2 separate regions of the Sus scrofa genome follow, and region 1 is linked to region 2. The links are chromatin contacts, called in public HiChIP or PLAC-seq maps. All regions are on one chromosome and are shown on one strand. The core of a region is the stretch at or near the end of the contact, and the rest is flanking DNA. Distances in the headings are between cores, read along the strand shown.

Region 1 (6,540 bases), core at 940-3,439, 83 kb before region 2:
TGGACTTCCCTCTCTTGGCTTGGAGCCCCTGGAGGCAGCCTGTGCCACACAGCATTGCCCTGGGCATACCCCGGCCCCCCGGCAATGTAAAGACTGGTGCGGAGCAGACGAGGGGACCAGAGAGAATGAAAGAGCCTCATTTCTGATGAGCCTGGGGTTCGACTTGAAGCCCAGATTCCCTGGCTGCTTCAGGGGCCCTCCCTATGAAACGGGAACCCAGGCTTCTCCTCCCCTTCTCCATGGTAGCAGCATCCTTGGCTCTGGCCACACTAGACTTGCCACTGCTCGTGCTGTCACCCCTCGTCCGAGGACCTGCTGTCCTCTGCCAGGCTGCCTTTTCCTGCTTTGTCTTCCTGGAAAACTCTTACTCAGCCTCCATGGCCCAGGCCAGTGGCCCTCCTTGGAGGTCCTCGCAGCCTGTCTGACGTGTCACTGACTCTTCAGAACCTGATGGGGGTGGGGACCTGGCCTGTGGGTAGATACTTGTTGCATCATGACCGTGAGGGACCTGCCTCTTCTTCTACCTGGACTTTGAGCTCCGTGGACTGGCACAGCATGAAAGTTGGGAAAGGTGCCACCAGCCCCTCTCCTGGCGCCTGCCTATCCCCAGCCTCTGTTCCCACGTGTCCCTGTGCACTCTCTGGCCAGTGTCCTCATTTGTCAAGCGCTTTGGGCATATTTACCAACAAGATGGGAGGAAAACACTTGGCCCGTAGTGGGTGCTTGATCAATAGTCCCCGCGTTAGTGTCGCCGTGGTGGCCTCCTGGGAGAGGGCCACCAAGATCACCTCAGCCACCCTCCTGCCTCCATCACCCCCAAAGCTGCTCTTTCCAACCCCCTGCCTTCTTCCCTTTTGGGGGCCAGCCCCCTCCCCAACCCCAGGCCCTTCTCCCTCCTCACCTGGTCGTGCAGCTTGTCCTCCGGGCTTGGCTTTGGCTTGTGGTGCTTGGCATCCATGCAGACATTGAGCATGTCCGACTTGGCCCGGGCGCCCCCCACAGCAGCCACCAAACCCAGGAGCACGAAGAGCGTCAGCCGCCAGGCCATGTTGATCCACTTCTGCCAGAAAGCTGCCGTAAGCTTCTTGGCCAGATTTCCTGTTTCCCTTCCAAGCCCAGATCGTCGTCCCTCCCCGCGCCGCTTACCCCACAGCACAGTGGAGCCAAGCGATGAAGGGCCCGTGGAGGTCTGTGCCAAGTGGTAGGACACCACTGCCACCTGAGGACAGTGCAGTCTGAGCTTTGCTGCGGGGGGAGGCACCACCTCTCCGGACCTCCCCTTCCGGAGTTCGCCAGCCAGTGCTTCACCCACAGGCAGAGGCTCCTGCATAAGAGGAACCACAGAGGGAGTTCCCTTCGTGACTCAGTGGTTAACAAACCACACTAGTATCCATGAGGATGCGGGTGTGATCCCTGGCCTCGCTCCGTGGGTTAAGGATCTGGCGTTGCCCTGAGCTGTGGTGCAGGTCATAGATGCGGCTTGGATCTGGCGTTGCCGTGGCAGTGGTGTAGGCTGGTGGCTGTAGCTCCGATTCAACTCCTAGCTGTAGAAGTTCCATAGCAAAAAAAAAAGAGGAACCACCGGCTGACCTCTGCTGAGCTGCTGATGGGGTTGCAGACTGAGAGGAGGGGCGCTGGCCGGCCTCTGCTTCTGCTTCCTCAGCCCTCCCGCCAGCCCAAGGCAGCTTAGGTTTAGGTACCCAGAGACTGGCTGGTGAGGCAGACAGGGAAGCTGACGGGGCGGGGGTTGGGGGGGGGGGGCGATGTGAAGGCCATTCAGCCATTGGGTTCTTGCTTAAGGTCCTGGACCACATGCCAGGGGAGCCTGGAGGAGGGGGAGGGGTATGTGGAAAGCCCGTGAGAGCGCAGATCCCCAGGGGCAGCCCCCAGCCCCTGCATCTTCCCACCCCCACGGAGGGGTCTTGGGAAGTTCCCAGGGCAGAGCCAGGCCTAGACAAAGCGGAGGCCGGGGGGTCAGGGTCACATGGAGGAGAAACTGAGCCCGAGCTGTGGGGGTGGGGGCACCAGAGCCAGAGTCCGCAGAGAAAGCAGGATCCCCGGAGACCAGGGGAGCCCTACCTTGCTTCTCACCTCCTACCTCCCATCCGCACCTTTCCTCCCGGTCCTGCCCTTACCTCTGCCTCGGCCCTCCTGGAGGCCCACCTGGAGGCCCACTCGGAAGCAGTGTCTCCCTGACTCGTCACACCCTTTTCTAAGTCATCCTGACCCGGCCTCTGTCAGGGCAGGCCGCGTCTTTGTCTAGGAAACAGCTTGTCTTTCAGTTTCAGGCCAGTTAAAGAAATATAGTCCTACACCCCATGAGATTTAACCTGGTGAAAAAGAATGAGAAGGCCCTTGATAAATGAAAATGCAAAACTTTCCAAGTGTATTGTTAAGTGAGAGAAGGAAGGTGTGTGCATTTCTGGTCAATTACACCACAACAAAAGAGAGGCAGGAGGAGACGCTGTAGAAAAAACAGTCTCTCCGGTCAAGTCAAGTCACAGCGCAGCGGAAACCAGTCCGACTAGGAACCAAGAGGTTGCAGGTTGGATCCCTGGCCTCGCTCAGTGGGTTAAGGATCCGGCATTTGTCACGAGCTGTGGTGTAGGTCGCAGATGTGGCTTGGATCCTCCATTGTTGTGGCTGTGGTGTAGGCTGGCAGCAAGAGCTCCCATTGGACCCCTACCCTGGGAACCTCCATATGCTGCAGGTGCGGCCCTGAGAAGGAAAACAAACAAAAACAAACAAAAAAAAACACAGCCTCCTCAATAAGTAGTGCTGGGAAAATTGGACAGCTGCATGTAAAAGAATGAAATTGGAACATTGTCTAACACAATATATGAAAAGAAACTCAAGGAATTCCTGTTGTGGCTCAGGAGTAATGAACTCAACTAGTATGCATGAGGACGCAGGTTCAATCCCTGGCCTTGCTCAGTGAGTTAAGGATCTGGTGTTGGGAGTTGCTGTCGTGGCTCAGGGGTTAACGAATCCAACTAGGAACCATGAGGTTGCAGGTTTGAGCCCTGGCCTTGCTCAGTGGGTTAAGGATCCAGTGTTGCCGTGAGCTGTGGTGTGGGTCGCAGACGTGGCTCAGACCCCTCGTTGCTGTGGCTCTGGTGTAGGCCAGCGGATGCAGCTCCGATTCAACCCCTAGCCTGGGAACCTCCATGTGCCGCGGGAGCGGCCCTAGGAAAGGCAAAAAGACAAAAAAAAAAAGGATCTAGTGTTGCTGTGAACTGCAGTCTAGGCTGGCAGCTGCAGCTCAGATTCGACCCCTAGCCTGAAAACTTCCGTATGCCACAGGTACAGCCCTAAAGAAAGAAAAAAAAAAAAAACTCAAAATGGATGAAAGACCTAAATGTAAGACCAGAAACCATGAAACTCTTAAGAGGAAAACACAGGCTTAATACTCTGTGACGTAAGTCACAGCAATATTGTTTTGAATCTGTCACCTAAAGCGAAAGAAAAAAAAAATCAAGAATAAACAAATCGGAGCTAAACTTAAAAGCTTTTGCACAGGGAAGGTTTCATTTCAATAAAATAAAAGGACATCCTACTGAATGGGAGAAGATATTTGCAAATGATATGACTGATAAGAAATTAATATCCAAAATATAGAAAGAGCTCATACAGTTTCACATGAACAAAACAAACAACCAGCCTGAAAAATGAGCAAAAGACCTCAACAGACGTTTCTTTAAAGGAAACATGCAGACGGCCCTTGAAAAGATGCTCAGCCTCACTAATCCTCAGGGAATATAAATCAAAACCACAGTGAGGTATCACCTCACACCTATCAGAATGGCCATCAAAAAACACAAGTAGCAAATGTTGATGAAGATACAGAGAAAAAGGAACCCTCATTCCCTTTGGTGGCAATGTAAATTGTGTAGCCACTTTGGAAAACTGTATGGAGGTTTCTCAAAAAATTGAAAATAGAACTAGCATATGACCGAGTAATTCCTCTCCTGGGTATACATCTGAAAAAAACAAAAACACTAATTCAAAAAGATTCATGCGTGCCAATATTCGTGGCAGCATTGTTTATAATTACCAAGCTATGAAAGTAACCTTAGTGTCCATCGAGAACTAAATGGATAAAGAAGATGTGGGGTGTGTGTGTGAGTATATGTGTGTAATGGAATACTACTCAGCCATAAAAAATGACATTTTGTCATTTGCAACAACATGGATGGACTTGGAGGGTATTATGTTAAGTGAAGCAAGCTAGACAGACAAAGACAAATACTCTATGATATCACTTATATGCAGAATCTAAAAAATACAGCAAACTAGTGAATATAACAAAAAAGAGACAGATGAAGAGAACCAGGTAGTAGTTACCAGTGGGTAGTGAGAAAGGGGGGGCACCATAGGGGTAGGGGGTTAAGATGTACAAATTGTTCCATATAAAATAAGCTACAAGGATATATTGTATAGTACAGCGAATATAGCCAATATTTTATAATAACTAGCATAATATTATGTATCAACTATACTTCAATTTTTTTTAAAAAAAGTTCCAAAAGAGCAACAATAGAATTAATCTTTTGTGTAAAAAAAGGAAGAGGGAGAATACACGCATTTGCATAAGAAAATTCTGGAAAGAATTTTTGTTTATTTATTTTGGGCTGCACCCACAGCATGTGGAAGTCCTGAGCCAGGGATCAAACCCACGCCACAGCAGCAACCCAAACTGCTGCAGTGACAACACCAGATCCTTAACCTGCTGCACCACAAGGGAACTCAAACAATTTTTTGAATGGGGAGGGCATATAAGGATTGTAGAGGAGGAATTCCCGTCATGGCTCAGCAGAAACAAATCTGACTAGGAACCATGAGGTTGCGGGTTCAAGCCCTGGCCTTGCTCAGTGGGTTGAGGATCCGACATTGCCATGAGCTGCGGTGTAGGTCACAGATGTGGCTCGGATCTGGTGTGGCTGTGGCTCTGGCGTAGGCCAGCGGCTACAGCTCTGATACAACCACTAGCCTGGGAACCTCCACATGCTGTGGGCGCGGCTGTGAAGAAAGCAAAGAAAAAAAGAATTGCAGAGGAAAGAGGATGAGACTTTGCTCTGCAATCCTTTCTATGCTGTTTTCATTTTCAACTATGTGAATGTTTACTGTGTTGAAATGTAATTAATGGGGGAGGGAGAGGGATGGACTGGAAGTTTGGGGTCAGTAGATGCAAACTATTGCATCTAGAATGGATAAGCAATGAAGTCCTGCTGTACAGCACAGGGAACTCTATCTGGTCTCTTGTGATTGAACATGACGGAGGATAATATGAGAAAAAAATGAATATATATGTATGACTCAGTCACTTTGCTCTACAGCAGAAATTAACAGACCATTGTAACTCAACTACACTTTCATTTTAAAAATGTAAGCATGGTGGAGGATTGTGAAAAAAATCTCTTTCTAAAAAAATTTTTTTCAATTGAAAATAAAAGAATTTTAAAAAGAAATGTGATACACATGTATGTGTGTATATTTATATAAATATATAAAATGTTGAATAGGAGTTCCCTTCGTGGTGTGGTGGAAATGAATCCGACTAGGAACCACGAGGTTGCAGGTTCGATCCCTGGCCTTGCTCAGTGGGTTAAGGATCTGGCATTGCTGTGAGCTGTGGTGTAGGCCGCAGACTCGGCTTGGATCCTGCCTGGCTGTGGCTGTAGCATAGGCCAGTGGCTGTAGCGTAGGCCAGCAGCTGTAGCTCCAATTGGACCCCTGGTCTGTGGAACCTCCAAATGCTGCTTGTGTGCCCCCCCCCGCAAAAAAAAAAAAAAAGCAAAATGTTAAATAGAATAATAAGATAAGGGGGTTCCCACTGTGGCATGGAAAGGAATCCGACTGGTATCCATGAGGATGCAGGTTCGATTGCTAGACTCGCTCAATGGGGTTGGGGATCTGGCATTGCTGTGAGCTGCAGTGTAGGTCACAGAAGAGGCTTGGATCCCGAATTGCTGTGGCTGTGGTGTACGCCAGCAGCTGTAGCTCCCATTCAGCCCCTAACCTGGGAACTTCTATTTGCCGCCAGTGCAGTCCTAAAAAACCAAAAAAAAGAAAAGAAAAAAATAAGATACAGAATGTGCATCTGATTTGATACCATTTATGTGATTTGTATAACATGATTAAGAATGCTACATGTCAGCTAAGGATACTATCAATATGTTTACAAAAGCATAAACATGAGGCCACCAACAGTCCTAGTTCCTTGGGTATAGTGTCAAAGAAATTCTATGCATTTATGCCACATAAATCCCACTTTTATGCACAAATGATAGCACGTTGTTCTGTGCTTTCTGTTTTTGGATATTTTCACTACACATTTCTGCTTTGGACACAAGAAACAAAAACCTCATTGAAATTGAGTTACCCACACTGGACACACTTATCTGATAGCATAACCTTCAGGTTACTTCTCTGTGCCTTATAGGGTCTGAAATTAATTCATTTATTTATTTTTTTGTCTTTTTGCTATATCTTTGGGCCGCTCCCGCGGCATATGGAGGTTCCCAGGCTAGGGGTCGAATC
Region 2 (6,643 bases), core at 1,687-4,186:
GTGCTATCAGTCATTTACAGTGTGGCGTGAATCATCGTAGCAGATCCTTTCCGACCTGTTAGCTCAAGGAAAGCTGAGGATTTTTCGAGACTGGGCAGAGCCGTGGGGACACTACTCACCTGGGAAGAGGAGAGCTGACACGCTTTAAAGGGGTACGTGAAACACAGAACAGACAGACTGCCAGGCATGTGTCCCAGTCACCTCCCCTTCTCACTTCATCCACGGCTGTCACCTCCTTTGCCTTTACTACCTGACTTGCTTTCCCAAAGGATTCGAGGTAGTGTGCAGTAATAACACCCTCATGAAACATGATTTGAAGAGCAGAGCTGTCCAGCAGAAACAGAATGAATGTCAGGGATGCAAGCCACATGTGTGTTTTTTTTCACGTATGTGGTTAAAAAATGTACAGTAGCCGTAAAAAGAACAGTCAAAAGAAACAGGTGAAATTAAGTTTAATAATATGTTTTATTTACCACAGTATATTCCAAATATCATTCAACACACCATTCATATTAACAATCAAGGTACTTTACGCTTACAGCACGTTCCACTTGGGACAGTGCTTCTTGATCAGAGGCTACCGGACTGGCCAGCACGGAGGCAGGAAGTGAACCCATGGAAGCAAAAGATGAGAAGTCAGAACAAAGGAAGACAAAGGTATACCGGGAATTAAGATACTAAGCCTATATCCCTGAAATCTCTGCCATCTAAAGCAAAAGGGGAAACCTTAGCATCTGTGGTTCTCAATTTTTGATTCAAGGAAACAGTGTGTATGCAGAGAGAACGAAATTCTCTTAAGAGCTGTGGACCTAATAGTTTGTAATTCAGCGTCAGCTTAATACAGTTCAAGTCACTTCTTTTTTTAGTGACCTGACGCATGCAAGGACAGAGGAGTGGGAAGCGAATGTCTTCCTCTCAAAGAGCAGTGGTCTCATGTGCGCTTTGGGGAAGTGCTGGCTGGAGTCACTTCACAGCTGAATCCTCGGTCAAGTGTGGCCTGGCCTGCTGGGCATGGGTTGCTGACTGGGGGGGCCTGAATCTTTGGATATCAAATCTGCAGACATAATAAAGAGCACATTATTCTTTTGTAGAAACAGGGGAGCTGGCTCGTGTTCTCACCTCGACCGGTCCCACATGAGCACCCACAAGCTGGATGCCTCTGAGCAAGACTGAGTACTTTTCTCAAAGCGAGTCCGAGTTGGGACCTTGGAGTCCAGCACTGCTGGACATGGATTTTAGCTTAAAATACTTAAGGGCAAGTTTTTGGTAAGTTTTTATTATTATTGTTTTGTCTTTTTAGGGCTGCAGCTGCAGCACATGGAAGTTCCCAGGCTAGGGGTTGAATCGGAGCTGCAGCTGCTGGCCTACACCACAGCCACAGGCACGCCGGATCCCACATGCATCTGCGACCTACACCACAGCTCATGGAACACTGGCAGGCCAGGCCACACTTGAATTTACTCAAGCCCAGCCTGGTCCTCATCTCTGAGCTCCCAATCTGTATAACCAATTGCCTCTTCACCACTTCCAGGCTATCTCCAAGACAGGCGCCTGCAACACGTCTGCAGGTGAACTCATACTCTCTGGGTACTCCTGGATCTCTTCCGGTGTTCTCCCCTCTCCCCACCATTACGGAGGTCAGAAAACCAAGAGTTACCTTGAATACCCCTTCCATTTCCCATCCAGAATAAATACCTGTCAGCTTTGCTTCCTAAATGTCTTTTCTCTAGTCCGAGCTACCATCACTTCCTTTCTGCCTTCCCTCCCAGCCATTTTGCCTACTGCAACCAGAGTAATCCTGCAAAATGCAAATCTGATATTGTTCACTCCCCCCCACGACAGCCCATTTAAAAACTGTCCCTGGGACAGTTTAATCTACTACTTTGAACACATTCTTAAACTAGAGAGGCTGTAAGCTCAAGCTAGAGACTTAGCTGGAAGTTGGCAAACAGGGATCTAGTCCTAGCTGTCACTGACTTGGTGCGTGGCCTCTGTCACTACTTCTCACTAGGTTGGTTTTCCAGTCTGTGATATGGGATAAATATTCTTGGATTCACAAAGTTCAAAAGAAAGAGGCTGTGAAAGCACTAGGTAAGTTACTAGATGTAACGGATCTGTCATGAAGTCTGGAAAAGGAATGAAGCTCTAATTGCAGACCTTGGGGAGACGGACAACAGAGGAGGTGCAGGGAGAAGAGGTAAAGACAGGACCCCTCCTAAGTATGTGTGGAAGATCCTGCTGACTCTCTGAAAAGGAGGCTCTACTCTGGGTCTTCCTGCCTGGAAGGAAAGGGGCCGTTCAAGCCCCAGAAATTTTCCTACATCCCCAGAATTAGAGACTTTTGATTTGCTCTAATCCCACTCCCATGTCTTGCAGAGGGTCTTCTGTTGATCAGAGGAAAACCAACCCTATATCTGAAGAAGTTTCAGATCTTCCAGAATGTGTCAGGGACTTGAGACAGTAGTATTAGGGGGTCCTATTCTGTGATGATGGCGATCTTAAGCACCCCCACATCTGTATGGGTATTTATCTCCGCCTTCCCCCCCCCCCCCACGAGCCCGTCTATCCCATATGGGTTTGTGCCTTGTCGTTGTGAAAAGGGTTAAGACGGGGTTGTCTCAGATCCCCGAGGAGAGAAGTTCTTAGTTTTTCCTGCGTGCCCCTCCCCGCTCAACTCACCCGCAAGTGCTTCCCCGCCAGCCTCAGCGTCCTACTATCGCAGCGTTACTCGGCGCAACTCCATGGTAACCACCTTCGCCTACAAGTCCCGGCTGGCGCGGTAGGCGCTACCGCGATACCTTCCGCGAGCTGCAGTTCGTGGCGGGTGGGGGCGCCAAGGCCGCGGGTGGTGCTGGGACTTGTAGTTGCTTTTGCCCTCAAGCCGCGGGCCGGGCTCCGGAAGTTGTGGCACCCTTTCTCCCTTCCCACTTCCTTTTCGCGGGTCCTCCAGCGTGCCCTGGGCGTGCGACGCCAGCCGACACGGACCAATCGCAGGGCGGCGCGAGGGGGCGGGGCCATAGTTTAAACTAATTGTGCGCTCGCCTCGCTGGCGCGAGCCCGTGGCGAAGGCGATCCCGGGTAGGCGAGAGGCGGAGCGGGAGCGCGCGGCCAGGTAAGCGGCGCGGGCCCGCTGCTGGTGTGCGGCCTGGGCGCCCGCAGGGAAGCCGGGGCCTAAAGGGGGTGCTGAGAGACGGGTGCGAACGGAAGGCCTCGTTCCTCACCGAGGCTGAGTGGGGAGAGTCTGTCGCGGGTAAGGGTTGTGAGGAGAGGGCCTTGTCCGAGGGGAGGCGGCGGACGTGCTTCGGGGGAGGGCCTGCTCGGGGGCGTGTCCGTGGCATCGAGTCTGCGGGCGACGGGGTGCGGGTGGTGCAGCTTCCTCAAAGCCTGTGGCCGCGGCTTCCTGTAGTAATGGTCCTCGCCCGTTACTGCTAACAATAGCGGTAGTACTACTAGTAAACAGTTCCCGAGCACCGACGACGTTTCAGAGGCTGTGCCACGCCCGTTATGTGGATCCTCTTTTAAACAGTCCCGCAGCTTTGTCACACTTTACTACAGCGGGGCCCTTCTGAGGTTTATGTTCGGCTTGGCCGGGGTTGTATAACCAGTGCGTGGTTGGCTCCACTGGCGTCTTTGTGGGTGGGGCCTGAGTGGGAAGGAGGTGCTTTATTGGCAGTGAGGGTTGTCTCGGACGAGTCAATTTATTGTGAGCCTCACTTTTTCACGTGTGGTGTAAACAACGAGTTTACGTGCCCTTACCTACTTTCCTGGGGTTGTTGGACGGGGGGTGGGGGGTGTGCGGGTCAAATTAGGTAAAGTGTTTCTTTGAAGCGTCTCGGAGAGTACACATTCATGACCATAAGTGATGTGACCGTGTGAAGGTTATTGGTGCAAGAGAGCTCCTCTGGGTGGATGCTGCCCCTTCTGGGCCCCCTCTTTTGCTCACCCCTAAGGTAGCGTTTTTCATCTGGTGTTCGGAGTGTCTGCGCATTTGTCTGCCCTACTAGATAGAGACGGAATATTTTGCCCCTGTATCCTGATGCCTGTGCAGAGTGTGAAATGTATTGTGGCCATTAGTTAACATATGCTTTGAAATGAATGAGCTTTTTTGGGCTGAAAGGGGATAGGAACCTGGCTTTCCCATCTTTATTTAGTGGCTTTTGCATCTCTGTATTAAGTTAGCCTCGTGCCCAGAGTGGCACTGCCTCCAGAAAATATACTACTACTTACTTTAAACCACGCTGCCCTTTCTCTGGGGTCTGTTGCCAGGTCCTGCGTTTCTAAGGCTCTGGATTGGCAAGTGTTGTGGCCAGAAACCTTGGATGGGAAGGGAATTGGAGCTCTCTGCCTTGTGGAGATCTTTCCTGCTGTGAATTGATGAGAGCCTAGAGAGAATGTTCAGATCAGGCTAAGGCAACTTTTAGGCAGCGGGGAAGAGTATATGCATTCCCTCCCTGTCTCTTCCTGGGTGGTATTTTCTCCTTCAGAGGAAGAAACACACACTTCTCTGTAAAAAGCTACAGGGTACTCTTTTCTTGGCCCAAGTTCAAGCAAATGATGACTCATTGTAAAGCCTGAATCTTAATTCAAAGCCAGAAACGATAATTCCTCAAATTAGAACACCTTAACCGAAAGCTCATGTAAGGAATATTTCCATTTAGCGTGTCCTTTAAAAATTTTTTATTTTTTATTTTAATTAATTTTTTTGTTTTGTTTTTGTCTTTTTGGGTCAAGATCTAGATATGTTAGGATGGGAAAAGCACTGCCTCAGATGGCTGAGTAGAGTTGATCAGGGAATGTTTGACAGCTGGGTCTAATTAATAAAACCCTGTGGTCAGTAGGTATGTTGGGGGTCATTTATTTCAGCCTCTTATTCTGTACTCTAAGCATATCAAAAGGTATTGTCTAGACTCAAAACAGCACTTCTAAGAATGAGAACACCCCAAAGGTACTCTGTCTGTGTTGAACGATTCTGATAAATCACAATTATTTTGTGCTGTCAGTGATTATTTCATTTTACCCATTCATGTTTACTGTTTGTTTCCACGATTCTTTCTTGCATTTTATTCCCTCTTTTTGTGTTGGGTAGGTGAATACATCCTTCAGCTGTTTTCATAGTGAGGGTCGGTTAGTGGTAAATACTCTGTGGTGGGAAATATCTTTAATAGGGTTAATAGCTTTAATAGGTTTAATCAGTCTTGATTGGTAGTTTAGCTGGGTACTAGGCTTCCAATTCTTTTTTTTTCTTAGCACTTTGAAAATGTTATTAACCTAACCCTAACCCCATACCCTAACCCTAACCCTAATGTTATTTTACTGAAACTCTGGCATTTTGTTGTTACTCTTGAGAACTGTACTCAAAATTTAACTATTATATCATTGTATGTAACCTGCCTTTTTCTCGGTTGTTGTTGTTGTTTTTTTTTTTAATATATATTTTTTTAGGGCTGCACCCACACATAGGGAGGTTCCCAGGCTAGGGGTCGAATTGGAGCCCCACCCCAGTAGTTGTGTTTTTAATTTTTTAGGAATTTCTATGCTGTTTTCTATAATGGTTCCACCAGTATACTTTCCCACCAGCAGTACATAAGGCTTCACATCCTCCCAGGACTTGTTATTTGTTCTCACTTGTTTTATTTTATTACTTTATTTTACTTTTTTGTTTTCTTTTTATGGTTGCACCTGTGGTGTATGGAACTTCCTGGGCTAGGGGTTGAACCACAGCTGTAGCTGCAGACCTGTGCCACAGCAGCATTGGATCTGAGCCCCATTTGCGACCTATGTTGCAGCTTGTGGCAATGCTAGATCCTTAATCCACTGCGCCAGGCCAGGGATTGAGCCTGCATCCTCACAGAAGCTATGCCAGGTTCTTAACCTGTTGAGCCACATTGGGAACTCCTTCTCTTTGTGATAATAGCCATTCTAACAGGTGTGAGGTGATGTCTTACGGTGTTTTTAATTTGCATTTCTCTGATGATCAGTGATGTTGAGCATCTTTTCATGTGCCCATTGACCATTTGTTTGTTTTCTTTGGAAAAATGTTTATTCAGGTCCTCTGCCCATTTTTGATTTTTTTTTTTTTTATGTTGAGGTGTGTGAGTTCTTTATATATTTTGGATGTTAACCCTTTGTCAGATATATTGTTTATGAATATCTTCTCCCATTCAGTAGGTTGTCTTTTTGTTGTGTTGCTAGTTTCCGTTGCTATACAAAAGCTTTTGATGTAGTTTGATGTAGTCGCATTTGTTTATTTTTGCTTCTCTTTCCCTTGCCTGAAGAGACATATCCCCAAAAATGTTGCTAAGACTGATGTCAAAGAGTGTACTGCCTGTGTTTTCTTCTAGGAGGTATGTGGTTTCAAGTCTTACATTTAAGCCTTTAATTCATTTTGAGTTTATTTTTTGAATTTATTTTTGTATATGGTGTGAGAAAGGACAACGTAGTCCGTTTGATTCTTTTGCATGTAGCTGTCCAGTTTTCCCAACACCATTTATTGAAGAGGCTTTTACCCATTGTACCTCCTTGCCTTCTTTGTTGTAGTTTTTTTTTTTTTTTTTTTTTTTTGTCTTTTTGCCATTTCTAGGGCCGCTCCCATGGCATATGGAGGTTCCCAGGCTAGCGGTCGAATCGGAGCTGTAGCCTCCGG

What was found. HiChIP or PLAC-seq counts read pairs in DNA pulled down with a chosen protein or histone mark.
Region 1: an H3K27ac HiChIP or PLAC-seq map of alveolar macrophages shows a contact between it and region 2. The contact joins the promoter of FOLR1 here to the promoter of NUMA1 in region 2. A contact is called at or near these places in 3 of 47 Hi-C or Micro-C datasets (epiblast stem cells, liver and skeletal muscle) and 1 of 2 datasets of contacts at active chromatin or transcription factors (alveolar macrophages).

Annotation. Positions count from the first base shown.
Region 1 is chr9:6,741,726-6,748,265 of Sscrofa11.1, reverse strand. It overlaps FOLR1 (folate receptor 1), which reads right to left and starts at 2,189. Exons shown (of 5, transcript NM_213830.1): 1 at 2,136-2,189; 2 at 902-1,324. The coding sequence starts at 1,048.
Region 2 is chr9:6,659,259-6,665,901 of Sscrofa11.1, reverse strand. NUMA1 (nuclear mitotic apparatus protein 1) reads left to right here and starts at 2,936. Exons shown (of 26, transcript XM_005653665.3): 1 at 2,936-3,112. It overlaps LRRC51 (leucine-rich repeat-containing protein 51), which reads right to left and starts at 2,780. Exons shown (of 6, transcript NM_001282115.1): 1 at 2,680-2,780. LOC102158722 (a long non-coding RNA gene) reads left to right here. Exons shown (of 4, transcript XR_297536.2): 1 at 1-152; 2 at 542-657; 3 at 1,092-1,266; 4 at 1,532-2,179.